Regions from separate parts of the Mus musculus genome. Here regions 1, 2, 3 and 5 are each linked to region 4. Evidence: chromatin contacts called from public Hi-C, HiChIP or PLAC-seq and promoter capture Hi-C data. All regions are on one chromosome and are shown on one strand. The core of a region is the stretch at or near the end of the contact, and the rest is flanking DNA. Distances in the headings are between cores, read along the strand shown. Region 1 holds the start of 5830454E08Rik (RIKEN cDNA 5830454E08 gene). Region 2 holds the start of Csrnp1 (cysteine-serine-rich nuclear protein 1). Region 3 has its middle 7.9 kb from the start of Gm34323. Region 4 holds the start of Ss18l2 (SS18, nBAF chromatin remodeling complex subunit like 2). Region 5 holds the start of Zfp445 (zinc finger protein 445).

Evidence for each region. Promoter capture Hi-C pulls out the DNA fragments that hold promoters and counts their contacts. A called contact is a pair of places that touch in the nucleus more often than the background predicts. HiChIP or PLAC-seq counts read pairs in DNA pulled down with a chosen protein or histone mark.
Region 1: a contact with region 4 is called in a promoter capture Hi-C map of pre-B cells, with 3 times the contacts expected there. The contact joins the promoter of 5830454E08Rik here to the promoter of Ss18l2 in region 4. A contact is called at or near these places in 11 of 39 promoter capture datasets (the 3T3-L1 cell line, 3T3-L1-derived adipocytes, the C10 cell line and 7 more), 7 of 484 Hi-C or Micro-C datasets (B cells, CD4 T cells, CD8 T cells and 2 more), 12 of 115 datasets of contacts at active chromatin or transcription factors (Th17 cells, astrocytes, embryonic forebrain and 5 more) and 1 of 9 other capture datasets (liver).
Region 2: a contact with region 4 is called in a Hi-C map of B cells, with 7 read pairs. The contact joins the promoter of Csrnp1 here to the promoter of Ss18l2 in region 4. A contact is called at or near these places in 6 of 39 promoter capture datasets (the C10 cell line, cranial neural crest, embryonic stem cells and 3 more), 2 of 484 Hi-C or Micro-C datasets (B cells and the G1E-ER4 cell line), 5 of 115 datasets of contacts at active chromatin or transcription factors (astrocytes, embryonic stem cells, large pre-B cells and 2 more) and 2 of 9 other capture datasets (adipose tissue and liver).
Region 3: an HNF4G HiChIP or PLAC-seq map of pancreatic cancer cells shows a contact between it and region 4. The contact joins the enhancer-like site here to the promoter of Ss18l2 in region 4. A contact is called at or near these places in 4 of 39 promoter capture datasets (the 3T3-L1 cell line, 3T3-L1-derived adipocytes, hematopoietic stem and progenitor cells and 1 more), 5 of 115 datasets of contacts at active chromatin or transcription factors (embryonic stem cells, extraembryonic endoderm stem cells, large pre-B cells and 1 more) and 1 of 9 other capture datasets (liver).
Region 5: a contact with region 4 is called in a promoter capture Hi-C map of cranial neural crest. The contact joins the promoter of Zfp445 here to the promoter of Ss18l2 in region 4. A contact is called at or near these places in 1 of 39 promoter capture datasets (cranial neural crest) and 1 of 484 Hi-C or Micro-C datasets (B cells).

What each region holds. Positions count from the first base shown.
Region 1 is chr9:120,575,946-120,578,713 of GRCm38.p6, reverse strand. It overlaps 5830454E08Rik (RIKEN cDNA 5830454E08 gene), which reads right to left and starts at 1,383. Exons shown (of 1, transcript NR_073359.1): 1 at 641-1,383.
Region 2 is chr9:119,982,219-119,985,065 of GRCm38.p6, reverse strand. Csrnp1 (cysteine-serine-rich nuclear protein 1) reads left to right here and starts at 1,287. Exons shown (of 5, transcript NM_001357562.1): 1 at 1,287-1,447. It overlaps Gm33800 (a long non-coding RNA gene), which reads right to left and starts at 1,221. Exons shown (of 4, transcript XR_871355.3): 1 at 1-1,221.
Region 3 is chr9:120,592,549-120,595,458 of GRCm38.p6, reverse strand. No RefSeq gene overlaps it. Among named protein-coding and RNA genes, the nearest start is that of Gm34323, 7.9 kb to the left of the region's middle. Within about 2 kb of position 1,553, at least 53 of the 459 cell types and tissues checked have an H3K27ac peak or open chromatin away from gene starts, as enhancers often do. A contact at or near this core is called in embryonic stem cells and pancreatic cancer cells, where this site is marked.
Region 4 is chr9:121,708,975-121,711,885 of GRCm38.p6, reverse strand. It overlaps Ss18l2 (SS18, nBAF chromatin remodeling complex subunit like 2), which reads right to left and starts at 1,497. Exons shown (of 3, transcript NM_026794.2): 1 at 1,415-1,497; 2 at 1,171-1,247. The coding sequence starts at 1,483.
Region 5 is chr9:122,864,585-122,867,439 of GRCm38.p6, reverse strand. It overlaps Zfp445 (zinc finger protein 445), which reads left to right and starts at 1,434. Exons shown (of 7, transcript NM_001359935.1): 1 at 1,434-1,526.

The DNA of each region.
Region 1 (2,768 bases), core at 134-2,633, 1.1 Mb after region 4:
CACCTGAGCTCTGAAAAGTCAGTGCTTTACAAACCATATGTCCCTGTCTCTCGAGAAAGCCAGCTCTCTTCAAAGAGTTTGCGTGTTCTGGCTTCCTAGAAAGAACATCTTTATAACTATGGGTCTGACCCCAATGGAGTCACAGAACTAAATGTGAGTCACAAAAGCAACAGCAAACATCTTCTGAGTTTAGTGACCAAAAAACTGATTTAAATCAAGTGCGTAACAAGTCCAAGGTTTTTCCACCCGTGTGGTAACGAGGCCACCTCAGGTGTAAACATGGTGTGTGTGTTCGCATGACAAGAGTTCAAAAAAGAAGACTCAACTCTCAAAAGTGTCTGTGGAAGGCACTCACAAGCCTCAGGTCACAGCAAACCTCGTTCTCAGCCCCTCCCCTCCTCCAGAAGGTTCAGTGAGTAAAGTTACTTGCTGCATAGCCTGACTACCTGGGTTCCATCTCTTGAACCCACACGGTGGAAGAGTTGATGCTTGAAGGTAGTCATGTGACCTCCACACACCCTCTGTGGCACACACGTCTGTATACACACACAAATAAGTGTATGGGAAGTGAAAGAAAATTCGCACACTGAATACTGGTCTCTTGACAATACGACCACAATGAATGAAGCAAACTCTTCAACACGTTTTAGTTTGTTTTAATGGATGAATGTGGTCAATGTCCGCCACACAAACTCAGGTACTCCCAGAGATCCCTGGAAGAACCTGGAGTGATAGGAGGTTGTGAAATACTCCGCAGGGACTCTGGGAACCAAACTTTGTTCCTCTGGAAGAGCAGAAGGTACTCCAACACAAGGTGTAACCCAGGCTGGCCTCAACTCCTGATATTCCTGCTTCTGCCTCTTCAGCATATCCTACTAGCAACGGACACCAGAACCAGCTCAATAATGAACTTCCTAACTTCAGCAGGTGACTCTCGTTTGCAGACACTCACGGGATGTTCTGGCATGGTTCTCCTTTCTTCCACTAGCATCTGCAACGTAAGCCTCACCACTCCCAATATAGCCTCCTGTGGTGCGTGGGTTCCGTATCTCCCACTGTGACACCCCAACCTCCTCGGACATCCCCATCCAAAGTCTTCCTGCCTCCCACGCAGGTCTCCACTCTGCAGACTGCGCGCTTACAAGGCACGAGTGTCTGACGGCGAGGGGACAGAAATGATGCTCCGCGCCCCGGGGACGCCTCCTGGGGCCCAATGCGTCCCTGGGCACGGAGGGGGGGGCAACATCGGATTGTCCACTCGTGGCAGGCTGGGAACGCTGAAGGAAGGTTGCACTTCTGACCCAGCACCGGGCGCAGTAAGTCAACGTCCGACTCGCCCGAACTATCTACAGGGCCAAGCCCCGACCCGGAAGCGCGAGCGCACTCCGGCCGCTCTAGGAGTTCCGGAGGCCTCATCTCGGTGATAACACCGCCCCACCACTTGTCGGTCCAGCGGAGTAGGAGGGGTTTGATGTGGCTCAGGGCGCCTGCGCACTTGCGCAGACTCCCGCGCATCTGCTCTGAAGATCTGAGAGGTGCGCTTTGAGACGTTTGGGTGCGTGCGCATCTGGGCAGCAGGTGGTAAGCGTTGCCCGCTCCGGGCAGAAATTATACAAATTCGCTTGAGCGATCTCTCTGGTACCAATTTTAAATAGCAACATTGATTGGGGAAAAAAAAAAAATCACACCCCCACAAATAAAGATTGGACATCAGTGTGCAGTTTCTCATGCTGATACGGCCGGAAAATTAGCTTAGCCGGTCACTTCTCAGCACCAGGTGGCTCAACTGAGCACCAGAAATCTAACGGCCTCTTCTGGACTGCCTGACCCTGCACTCACAGCATATACCCACAAAGACACAAATCATCCTGAAAAGTATTTTCATAGACTCAGCAGTTAATAACACCTGTTGCTCTTGCAAAGGGCCAAGACTCAATTCTAACAGCCATATGGTGGCTCACAATCCTATTCTAAGGGACCCAACATTCTCAGACACCACAATGAGGCACAGACCTAATATGCTGGCAAAACTCATTTGCATAAAACCCCAAACTTTAAAATGGTAAAGCAGTAAAAATGATAAGGTAGGAAAAGCTTATTTCTTACTGGACACGATGGTACTTATCTGTAATGCTAGCACTACAAAGGCCTAGACAGGAACCAGAAGCCCTACCTCAGACAATGTTCAAGGTGTGTGGTGGTTGATGGCCTATGCTGGAGGCTAAAGCATGAAGTCCCCTGGAGGCGGACAATGGTGGTGCACGCCTTTAATCACAGCACTTGGGAGGCAGAGGCAGGCAGATTTCTGAGTTGAGGCCAGCCTGTTCTACAAAGTGAGTTCCAGGACAGCAAGGGCTATACAGAGAAACCCTGTCTCGAAAACAAAAGACAGACAGACAGACAGACAGACAGGCAGAAAGAAAGAAAGGAAGAAAGAAAGAAGAAAGTCAGTCAGGCCCCTGGAGCTCAGAAGCCAGAAAAGCAAAGTGAGACCTTGTTTCCTGAAAGTTATCAAGTCCACAGCAGTCCCAACGCTAAGAAATCCTTCATAAATACCCCTGAAAACCAATCACCAAATACCTCACTGAAGTAACCATGCTTTTGAAACTGCTGGCTCCCAGGCACTGTTGTCCTTGATTTCAGTCCCCTCCTCCCCTGTCCCCTTACCTCAGGCTATACCAGTAAAGCCAGTTCCAGGTGCTAAGTTCTTAACCACCAGCATTTCAGTGCAAAAGGACTTGGCCCTCCTGCCAGCAGCCAACCTGAGT
Region 2 (2,847 bases), core at 38-2,537, 1.7 Mb after region 4:
GCCCTGTAGACTATTTCCTGAGCAGACTCAGCCACCCGGCAGCTTCTGTGTACCAAAGCTGTGTGTTGAGGATCTCAGACCCCAGATTACCACAGATAAAGGGCAGGCTGACTCCCCCACCCCCACTCTGCTTGTCCTCTGTACACATGTACATCCAGGACTGAAGACTGAAGAAAGGGCCCGTCATCCTCCCCACCCTCGGTGCCATTTAGGCAGGACAGAAGGTCACCTCCCTACTACACCCGGGGGAGGGGAGAATGGAATCCTGAGGGTTGGACTAGCCACTGACAGCATTCATCTAGGACAGTCAGAAGAACCCAGAATGCAGCGGGAGCGGGGCTGGGAGGGGGAGGGTCGAGCTTCCACGAAGGCTTCCAGGAGGAGGAGGCAGTCCTTGCTGAGCCATCCTAGACGTTGTTGGGATTCCCTCAGGTGAGCAGAGTGAGGGTGAAACGTTCCAGGCGGTGCAGTCAGAACGGGAGAGAAAAGCGCTCTAGGTACTGGGTCGAACTGGCCCTGCCGTGGGCTGACGAGGACTCGGGTGGGCTCCTGAGAGAGAAGTTGACTGCTAGAACACACTTTCTTCTGCCTAGTAGTACAGGGAGTTGGCTGCGAGCCTAAGGAAGGTCTTGGCGGGAGCAGAGGAGGCAGCAATCCGCTGTAAGTAGCCAGGGTCCGGCCTAGGAGAAACCAGATTCTTTTTTTTTTTTTTTTTAAGGAGGGATGGGGGTGGGGAAGCTGGTTCCAGCAATCTCTACTTTAGGTATTGTTCGGAGTAAGGGCTCTGGCCCGAGGGCAGAGGTGAAGGCCAGGCCCTAGGATGACCTTTTCTTCTCTCCTCATCCCTGGCTGGTCTCCAGTCTGAGCTAACTTTCTGCGGGATCTGGGAAAAAGAGGTGGGGTGAGGGCCGGGGAAGGGTCCTCAGATTGAATTGATAATAATCTGCCCTGGGCGGGTGGAGGCAGGGGAGGAGCTTCCATCGCTCGCAGCCTCAGTCTACCCAGTCTGCAGCTCGGGACTGCTCGGCGTGGAGAAGCGGGCATCTCTAGGACCCGGCTCTGCACGAAGCTCGGCTCCGCGATCTTAGGAGCCGAGCGCGGAGCAGCGGCGTCGCGGCCCGGTCACAGTCCGCGGGGAGGCTCGAGGCGGGGGAGGGGGCGGTGCCTCCGGGGCGGGGCCGAAGGCTGCGGGCTGCGGGGCGGCCTGGCGGGAGGCCCGGCGTGCGTCAGCGCCGTGAGCCCCGGAGTTTTCCACTGACGAGGAGGGCGGAGCCGCGGGCGGGGCCGGGGCTGAGCCAGTCTCTCCCGCCGCCGCCGGACGCGCAGACCTGGGCCGGCTGCACCGACGGCCGCCCGGCCGAGCGCACTGCGGGTCGCTGTGTGCGCTGCGACCCTGGGGCCGGCACACGAGTGGCTTCGGTGAACTGGGCGAGCCCTGCTAGCTTAGGTGAGTGCCACGGTTCCTGAACGCGGCGGGATGGGAAATGGGGCAGGGGGCGTCTCGGGTGAGTGGCGCTGTCACTCCAGCTCCCCGCTGATCTCCCTTGGGTCCTCCGGAGGGGACGCCGGGATCCGGCCTCCGAGCCCGACTGGAGATCTGGCGCCTGGAGTGAGAGCCCACGGCTGCGAGGTGGCGGGGGGGGGGCAGGCTTCCCCTCCCCCGCCTCGTTGTGGTTACCCCAGATGTCCAGGCGCCCCAAAGCCGGGCGCAGGTGGCAGTGGGACGGGGCGCGCGTGCCCGCGGGTGAGTTTCCTTTTGACCTAGTTGCCTGAGAACTTTTCAGAAGTTACTCGCGTGGCCGGGGCAGGTGACATTGGTCGTCTTCCTCCTCGGGCTCCCTAGGGGGAGGGTGCCCGAGCTGCGGCGTGTGCCGGGCGCCCTCGGCAGGCGGGGGTCAGGGAGGGTTTGGAGGGATGAGTGAGGAATGAGCGAGGCTTGGTGAGTCACGGACCCCGGGAGGGAGGCGGGGGGGAGAAGGATTGTGTCGTATGTTCACCTGTCACCGTCACACTCAGAGGCCACTGCCGTGAGTCACCGGGGCGCAGCTACACCGACCACCCGCGGGCACACGTAGGCTCTCTCCCACGCACCTCTACTCCCTCTTCTGCATGCATTTCCTCTCCTTCCTCAGTTTCCCCTTCCCGGAGGTCCTTTCGCCTTCATGTACTGTAGAAAAGCCTACACCACAGCAACGGCCACACACTTAGTCACTCGGGTTGCCGATACAGTCACTCCCAGATGTAGCCCACCTTCCTGACAACAGAGAATTCCTCCCTCCTCTCTAGCTACCCACCCAACATCTCTGGACCGAAGTCTCAGCCTTCTGCAGAGAGTAAGTCAATACTCTCTGCCCCCAAATCTTTGACAGCCCCGCCCACATCTCCCGAGCTGTCACCAAATCCACCCCCTTTTCTCCTTTGCGCTTGTCCTGTCAGTTCACCTGGCCCTACCCTGTGTCCTACGGGTCACACCCTCTCTGGCTCAGGCGCTGAGCCATCTTTCAACCATGCAAATCTAGAATTGTCAGTCCTTACTTACGCACTTGGGTGGCTTCCTGTGCCCTCGGGCTAACACAGGCCCTCTTAGTTGCATCGCCACCAGAAGGCGCACTGGCTGTCCTTGCTCCAGTCCCTGTACCATGCAGTGTGACCCCCCCCCCCCAATCTGGAACTCTGCCAACATCCCTCCTTCAGAGGAGCCTGCCTCGTCCCCAGTTCTACCCTTCTTGCCTATCCTGTATAACTCCTACTTGAGAGGTGTTAGTTGTAGGTGCTTTACCTGTGTGCCCAATGCCTGTCATAGTGTTTGGCCTTTAGGAAGCTTAGCCAGGATTAGATTGATGAATG
Region 3 (2,910 bases), core at 304-2,803, 1.1 Mb after region 4:
GTGAACAGGGCAGAAAAGATGGCTCAGTGGGTAAAGGCACTTGCTGCCAAGCTTGATGATCGGAGTTCAACCCCTGGGACCCACATGGTGGAAGGAGAGAGCTCACTCACAAAAATTGTCCTCTGGCCTCTTACAAGTGCAATGCAATACACACACACACACACACACACACACACACACACCATTTTCTTAAACTAAAAACATAAATAAAATAGATAAGTAAAAACTGTGAATACTGAGTGAGCCACGCACTGAGCCTCTATCACACATCCATGTCTGACTTCGTCCTGACTGGCATCTTCTTAATCAACACAAGACACAAAGTCTCAAGTCTTAGGTTGGGAGGCTGAAGGACTGATTGTTCAGATGTTGGAGCTGGAGAAAGGGGGTGAAAAAAAAGCTGAGGGGAAGTGGGCAGCCCCCCACTGGGCTCTACCCTGTGATAACTGCATTTGAATGAGCGGGGGCGGATCCTGAGGGTTATAATTGGCTCTCACTTTGGGATTCTGTTGATTACTTAGGAAAATGTGCTGGGGCTTATTTCACTTTCCGATCTTGTACCACTTTAATGAAAATTTATTACCAGCAGCTTCCTGAACCGGAAAGGAAGAAATTGAAAATACACATCTGTGTATAAGTAAACAGACGTGTGGAATGAATGCATTCTTTTTAGATGAGATGCCTGACTTCTGCTTATGAAAAATGAATAAGGGGCCTTCGGCTTCACACATGAAAGGAAGCACCAGGAGAGACAGTGAGTAACGAAGACGTAGTGTTAAGGGTGTGTTTGGGATAACCATGGGCAGTGTACAAAGCATTAAGTTTAAAATCAAAAGATCTGGAGCCAAGAGATAGCTCAGCAGGCTAAAGCCTTCGATGTGAGAATCTAAATTCAATCCTTACCACCCCCCACCCTCCCACCCCCACACACACCCAAAGCAAGCCAGGCGTGGTGGTGCACACCTTTAATCCCAACACTCAGGAGGAAGGGGCAGATGGATCTCTGTTCCAGGTCAGCCTGGTCTACAAAGTAAGTTCCAGGACAGCCAGGGCTACATGGAGAACCGCTGCCTCAGTGGGGATATGGGGATTGGGGGGAATTTAAGCCAGGTGTGTTAGCATACATCTGTAAGTCAAGCATGCCTCCTTGGTGAGATAGAAGGCAGAGACTGGAGAATCACCCAAAAGCTCACTGGACTGCTAGCTTACAGTATACAAGTCAGCAGCAGAAGCCACTGCCTACAACTCAACTCTGTAACTCTGGCTCCAGGGATCAGTGCCCTGCACGAACGCATGCCTGTGTCTACACACACACACACACACACACACACACACACACACACACACATGAATAGAAAGCATGCATGTGTGTGCACACATTCACAGAAAGCATGCATATGTGTGTGCACACATTCATAGAAAGTATGCACATGTGTGTGCACACATGCACACATGATTTAAGAAACGAATCCTAAGAGAATGGAATCTGTGCCCTTCTAGTTTATTCCTCAGCAGCATGTGCAACCGACTGCGTGAGTCAGCAAAGAAGACTCTGAATGACTCCCCTGCCAGCATCGCACTTCCGCCCTGTCCTCTACCCCCCTTTTGTATTTCACATATAATACTATGTTGACATGTTGATTGTTCTGTGAATTTCCCTCAAGACAGGAATCCTGCCTTTTCATCTATATTTCTCAAATTACAAGGGTAACAAGGACACACAATTAAACCAACAAACAAGACGTAATTCTCTTGGAAGCAAAACAAAACTCTGAACAGGTTGTACAACTGGTTCAAACAGGTTTATCCCTCATTAGTCATCAAGTGAATGCAAATTAAAAACCACAGTGAGATACAGTTCCAGCCATCAGAAAAGAAAGTCAAAAAGCCCTGGGAACAATGTAGCTGCTCTGCTGGATCTGAGGCCTCTGCACAGGAGGGGGCCCAGGCCTGGTGTTGTGGCCTGGTCAACGGTCAGAGACTCCAGGGTGTCACAAGCCATGGAGGGGAACCGCCTGCTGTTGTTTTACTAAGCTACATGGCCTTCTAAACGCTTGTTTTATACTCTAGATGGGTGCTGCCTCTGCCTTGGCCAGAAGCAGCTTCGATGTGCTGTGCTGAGCACTTAATGCGGAGACTCACAGCTGCCCATGTGCTGAGAGTAAGCGAGTGTTGAGGGCTAGCCCTACATGGGACTTTCTGCCAATGGCTGGCTGTAGGAGGAGGCACAAAGAGTGTAGGAGCTGCCTGGTGTGATGGCAAATCTCTGTTTCAGGCCAGTCTTCTATACAGCAAGTTCTTGGCCAGGCAGGCTACACAGTGATAGCCTGTCTCAAAATAAAATAAAATTGAAGAAGATAAAATAAAAAAAGAATGTAAGAGCTGGAGGATGGGGAGGAGGAATGGGAGGAGGGATGGGAGGAGGGATGGGAGGAAAGATGGGAGGAGGGTTGTCCTCTGGACTTGACACTACACCCATGAACACACTACAGCTGTGGCTATTGACCAAGAGCAAGCCAAGGGGATCAGTGGACACTCCACTGGGCAGCACCAGTTAGCCTCAGTGGAGACAGAGAGAGAAGAGAGACAGACAGACAGACACAGAGAGAGGAGGTTGGAAGAAAAAGTGGGAGGTAGTGAATTGGAGTGTCCAGGGGAGGGAAGAATGGAGAGGATGGTTAGGGGTGTATATGACCAATATACATTGTTTACATGTGTGTAGTTATTGAAAAATAAGTAAAAGGTATTCTATTAAAAAAAAAAAAAAGATCAGAGATGCAGGCTGATGGACCAGGGCAACCTTCACACCCCCAGATGGAATGTGAGAATGTCACTGAGCACGTGGAAAAGTATACTCACCATGCCAAGCCACCATTCCACCCTTTAGACCTTTATCTAAGAGGAATGAAA
Region 4 (2,911 bases), core at 248-2,747:
AGGCATGCCCTGCCTTTATTCCATTTAAAGCACATATTCTTACATGTCTATTTTATTTCTCCACTCTGGTACTAGAGTCTAGAATGTCAGCTCCACAGAGAGTAGGAATCTCGTGTTTCCTATTCACCATACAATGCCTCCTTGTCTGTAGTACCACTGCTGGGTGTGGTGGTACATCTTAGTCCCAGCACATGGGAGGCAGAGGCAGTGGGAATTTCTGACTTCACAGTCAACCTGGACTACAGAGCAAGTACTGGGACAGCCAGGGCTACACAGGGAAACCTTTGTGCATTTGTGGGGGGTGGGGGGGATTAGAATAAAGGAGGCCCTTGTATGACCAAAGTAAGCACATGACATAGCCACTGTCAATTGCTGCCCATTCAGGAAGTCATTAGACTTGAGAAGTTCGACCTTCACAATGTGAAGAAACAGAATAAATTTGTAGGACCTTTGTATCTTTGCACAAGAGTCAGTATACCAAAAAGCATGTCTGCAGGCATTTTCTAAACATGAGAACGTGTTTAAAATGTAAAAAGGCAAACCTCAAATGCTGGAGTCAAACATAAACACCGCAAAATGGCAATTCTGCTGTTCCATTAAGATGCTTAGAGAATGGTTGTAAGTGACTTTTTAAGAGGCAAGGGGGGGGGTGTTAAAAATACTTAAGTAACGATACCGCATTGTCTATAAGAAATGGGACCTAGTTCTTGGACCAAATTTAGAAAAGGGTCTCAGATTCTGTTTCTTCCCATTCCGACATCTGGTTTAACGTAGAAATCCCTTTTTTGGTCGTATCTCCCACAGACTGACTGAGTGCTGGTTAACAAAATGGCCTGATTACTTTTGGGGGATGGAAGTGAAATCCACGAATAAAGAGACCAAGGCTCTCACGGAGCCTAGCTTTGAGACACTTTCCTCTGTCACCAGCTGACAGGGCTTTGTGTGAAACCCTGACTAACTCCAGGTTCTTACCATAAACTGTCAATATGGATTTGAGTAGTAAGTAAATAACCTTTAGAGGGCGGAGCACAGGCCATCCTCCGGCCGCAACCTGCCCAGTGCAAAGATTACAGGCATGCAGCACCACTCAAGCCAAGTAACCTCTTCCGCACCTCCCCTTTCTCGTCGGTTTGTCACCCAAGGCTGCCGCGCGTCCCCAGTGGCACTTACTGGACGCACTCGTTCGCTCGGCCCTTATTCTGATACTCCACGATACAGCGGATCAGCTGGTCATTCTCCTCCAGGAGCTGAAAGACGGGCGAGGAAGAAATGCAGGGGGCTCTCAGCTGGAGGTCCGGGGCAGGCGCCGAGCTGACCCTGCTCCCATTCCTTCCCCGGCCCACAGGCTGTCCCCACCACGGTCCGGCCCCTGCAGGAAGCTCCTGCACCAAATCTCCGGCTCTCGGTCGCTCACCCGCTGGATTGTCTCTTGATTGACCTTGGCTTTGCCGCGTAGCCAGTCAGGAGCGAAGATGACAGACATGCTGCAAAAAAAAAAAAGCTCGGGAGCCCCCGAGTCGCGCGCTGCTGACGCAAGCCTACACCGCCCCGCGTGGAGGCGGGGGTGTTAGAGACTCGACGCTGATTGGGTGCGACGCGGGGGCGTCACCTGTGATTGGACGCGCGAGCAAGCTCTTGCTTGCTCTTGCAGAGTCTATGACGCTACTCTGGGGGCGGGACTTTGCTGATGATTGATGGCCAAGAGCTGGCTGGTTTCTCAGCCTGGCTCTCCTGTCCCAAACCCTTCTAGTTCTAGTACAGTGGGAACTGAGAGGCTCCTTCCAGTCAGATCAAACCGGAAAGCACTGATATTAGCTGTTCTCTTATCCTGAAAGATACATGAGTGTGTCTAGATTCTTTCTAGGCAATAAAAAAATTTTAAAACCAGCGTATCAGGCCGGGGTCAGTGGTTAAGAGCCCCCTTGCCTGCTCTTCCAGAGGACCAGAGTTTGATTCCCAACCTCCCCATTTCGAGTGGCTCACAACCACCTGTAACTTAAGCTCCAGCAGATCTAATGCCCTCTTCGGGCCTGCACAGGCACTCAAATACATGTGGCAAACACAGGTGTAACACAGAAGTAAACATTTACTATGAAGTCGTATTGCTTATTGCCACCCTAAAAAGTACTAGCATTTTCTCCACTTTACAGAACAGAAAATAGATGCATTTTCCCGAGTCCTATTGCCAATGATGACCATCACCTTACACCTTCATTTAGAGGGAAGATCTAGAGAACTCCCTGGAGTTCTGTTTCTCTGCCCTAGAACGGGTTTGCCCACCCTCATTTAGGTGTTTAAGGCAGCAGCTTTCCCTTCATTCTAGGCATGAAGATCCAATAAGAGAAGTTGGGGTGACCTGTCTGTGTGGGGTTGGACTCAGAGATTCTTACTTCTCAAGTTCACACATCAGTCCCTCCCAGAGATTCTACAGAAGACAGGATGGGCAGAGTGGGGTCATCAAGAGCAGGGTGCACACCTTGCTTAGTACCACTCTACCCTCAGTAATTCCCATTTAGAGTGGAGGACTGATTTCGGCAGGAGGTGGTGTCAAATAGGCACAGATGTGTGTGTGGGGGAGGTGGGGAAGAAGTCTCAGCGTATAGGTGTGGATATCAGGGGGCTGGGAGGACTCAATCCTGGACTTTCTCCAGGAGGCAGTGGGAACTACGGATGGTCTTGGGCAGAAGACTGGTAATGCCTGAAAACTTTCTTGGCAGTGATAAGATGAAGGTGGAAAGGAGGTTGGGTTCGAGGAAGAGCAGTTAGAGGATGACTGCGGGTGAGCAGCCCAGAAGAGATGGATACTGTGAGAGAAATGTACACTTGAGGAAGGAGAGCTGGTCAGCCTCAGTGACTGAATGGAGAGGAAGATGCAGGAGGAACTAGGGATGGTGAGTGGGAGTTCTGGGTT
Region 5 (2,855 bases), core at 185-2,684, 1.2 Mb before region 4:
TTTGGTATGCCTAAAACCATTGGCTCAGATAATGGGCCAGCCTTCATTTCTCAGGTAAGCCAGGGAGTAGGTAAATTACTGGGCACAGATCGGAAATTCCATTGTGCATACTGTCCCCAAAGGTCAGGGCAGGTAGAAAGGATGAATCAGACCCTGAAGGAGACCTTAACCAAACTGTTGGTAGAGACTGGTACAGACGGGGTGTTGCTCCTTCCCATGGCATTGTTTAGGGCCAGAAATACTCCCTATCATTTCTATCTAACTCCCTTTGAGATCCTGTATGGGACCTCCACTCCCTTGACCCTGGCTCTTAATGCTCCCCCAACCCCAGAGTGACTTTTCAAGCTGACACAGATCTTATGGCTCGATTGCAAGCTTTCCCGATCAGCCACCAGGAACTGTGACACTAAACTTAGTGCCCTGATTAACGGAGGTACCTCAGAGATTCCACACAATTACCAAGTTGGAGATCACCCGCAAGGCCAAAGAAACCATGAGATGGCTGTGGTGTATCTTTCTTCTCGTGCTGAGCCTCAGCACCCCACCCAACCCTACCAAAGTGACTTGGCAAGTACTTCCAGCCACTGGGGATGTGGCTTGGTCCACTACAGAGGAACACCTGCCTTATACCTGGTGGTTGGACCTTGTCTTTGATTCCTGGGATATCCCTACCCTAGAGACACAGCGGGAGGAATTACCTGAATGTATAAAAACTGCTTGTAATAGCCATTCGGGTTCGCCTTCTAGTCGCTTGACTTGAGGGACTAATTGAAGGTCGATCCTTCGTGCCGGAAAGTAAACCTCTTGCTTTTGCATCAATCTGTATTTTGGTGTCTCACTAGAGAATGTCACAAAGTAAGTACCACTGACCGAAGGTCATGGTCTTACAGTTTAGGTAGGAAGAGTGAAGGGGGAGAGCAAGACCTGCTAGTGCCATGTTTGCCATTTGGGCCTGTTAGTGCCCTGGTGTAGTTCCTGCACCAGTCTCAGATCGTTTAACCTTTACTCAATACACAGGGAGATAAGAGGCTGCTTCTCAACAGTGTCCCTTCCATACCACTCATCTAGATAATGCTCTTCTTACTGAGGGACCCTAAGGATTTTTTTCCAGTCACACGCCTTCCTTACAGCCTCTCACTTCTGCCGAGGGTGAAGGCTATGCCAAGTTTCATTCTCCACCCACAGGAACTTTCTTGAGTAAAATAATTCTCAGAATGACCCTCTAGGAAGTCCCAGGTAGGGTCCAAATGTGAACCTCTGACGGAGGATTAGGGTTTTACATTATCTCCAGACACAGCGGACAGGACATGGAAGTTAGACCTTCAGCCTTACTGCCAAGCCAGTGCCTAGACATCAAAGGCGCCAGGGAGGCATTTGGGCGGAGAGCAGCTGAGATGGCATTCCTCCGGGCTTCCTAGATAGACCTCAGAAGCGTACTTCCGCTCTCGCAGAGAGGCCCGCGGAGGAAGTGGGCCCTGGGAGCGAACAGCCATTAGGAAGAATGCTGAGTGCTCCGGCGTGAGTCGGTGAGCGGCTGGGAGGTCGGGTGCAGGAGCGGGCGGCGGGGCACAGTTGCGGTGACCTGGCCCGGGCGGCGTCACGGCCCAGGGCGGTTCTGCGGGGAGCGGGACGATCGGAGCGGTGTTGTCCAGCAGTCCGGTGTCCGCCATTATGACTCTCGGTATTCTTGACAAACTCCACACGTAGGTCCATGTTTGACTGTGTGGGTCGGTTATGCTATTGCCTTAAAAACATAAAAATTAAAAAAAAAAAAAAAGCCCTGCGGTTGTGATGTAAAATGTTTGAGATTTTAAAAAAAGCTTCGAACAGCTTGGTGTGATAGCTCCGGCCTGTAATCCCCGCTACTGAGGAAGCGGAGGCAGAAAGACCGGGAGCTTGGGCAATTTAATGAGCCCTTCTCTCAAATTTTAAAAGTAATAAAGGTAGAAATGTTTTCTAAGCTGAGAGGGCACGTTTGAAATTCAGCTTTGATAACGCACTTGAAAGCTGAAACGTGCTCACAGTCCCAACCTTATTTATATATATATTATATATTTGTGTGTGTGTGTGTGTCTTCTAGTGTTCAAGGAGTATTTTGTAATGTCCGAGTTGCTTGAGAGTAAAATGATTTAAATAAATAAATAAATAAAGCAAGAAAGTGAACTGATGGGGGAACCCATTTAGCTTTAGGTGACTTCATTTCGTGAGCTTCATTTTCTGGCTCTCCAGCCCAGCAGTGCTTCATTCTTAATACAGCTTCAGAAAGTCCATTGTTCTAATTATCTAAGCTTTGGAAACCTATGTTATAGAAACTTTGAAACTTCTGTCACCGGTTCTGCCCCGGTACAATGCAATTGTTGGTTTGGGCTTCCCTAACCTCCCCCTCTTATATTAGCCTGGAACTCATACATCAAACATGTGGGCAGACTGGCATAGAACTCATAGAAATCCACCTATTTCTACTTCCTCAGTGCTGGGGTTAAAGGTGTGTGCTGCCACACTTGGCCCTACATCTTATTTTTGTTTGAGTGCATGTATATGTGTGGCAGTGTACCTGTGGGGATTAGAAGACAACTTGTGGGTGTCTTTCCTGCTGCTGTGTTGGCTCTTGCGATTGAACTCAGGTTCAACTGAACTACACAGTCTTGACACTAGATAACTTTACTCAGTGGTCCATCCTATAGGCTGTTCCTGCCTAACTTTCCTGGGTAGTACTGTTCATTACCAAGCATAGCCATACTTAAGACCTTGACAAAAATAAAATAAAACAAATAAATGATTTTGTTATGTAAATGTTTCACTGTATGTGCCTATATGCCATGTGTGTACCTGGTGCCTATGGAAGTCTGAAGAGA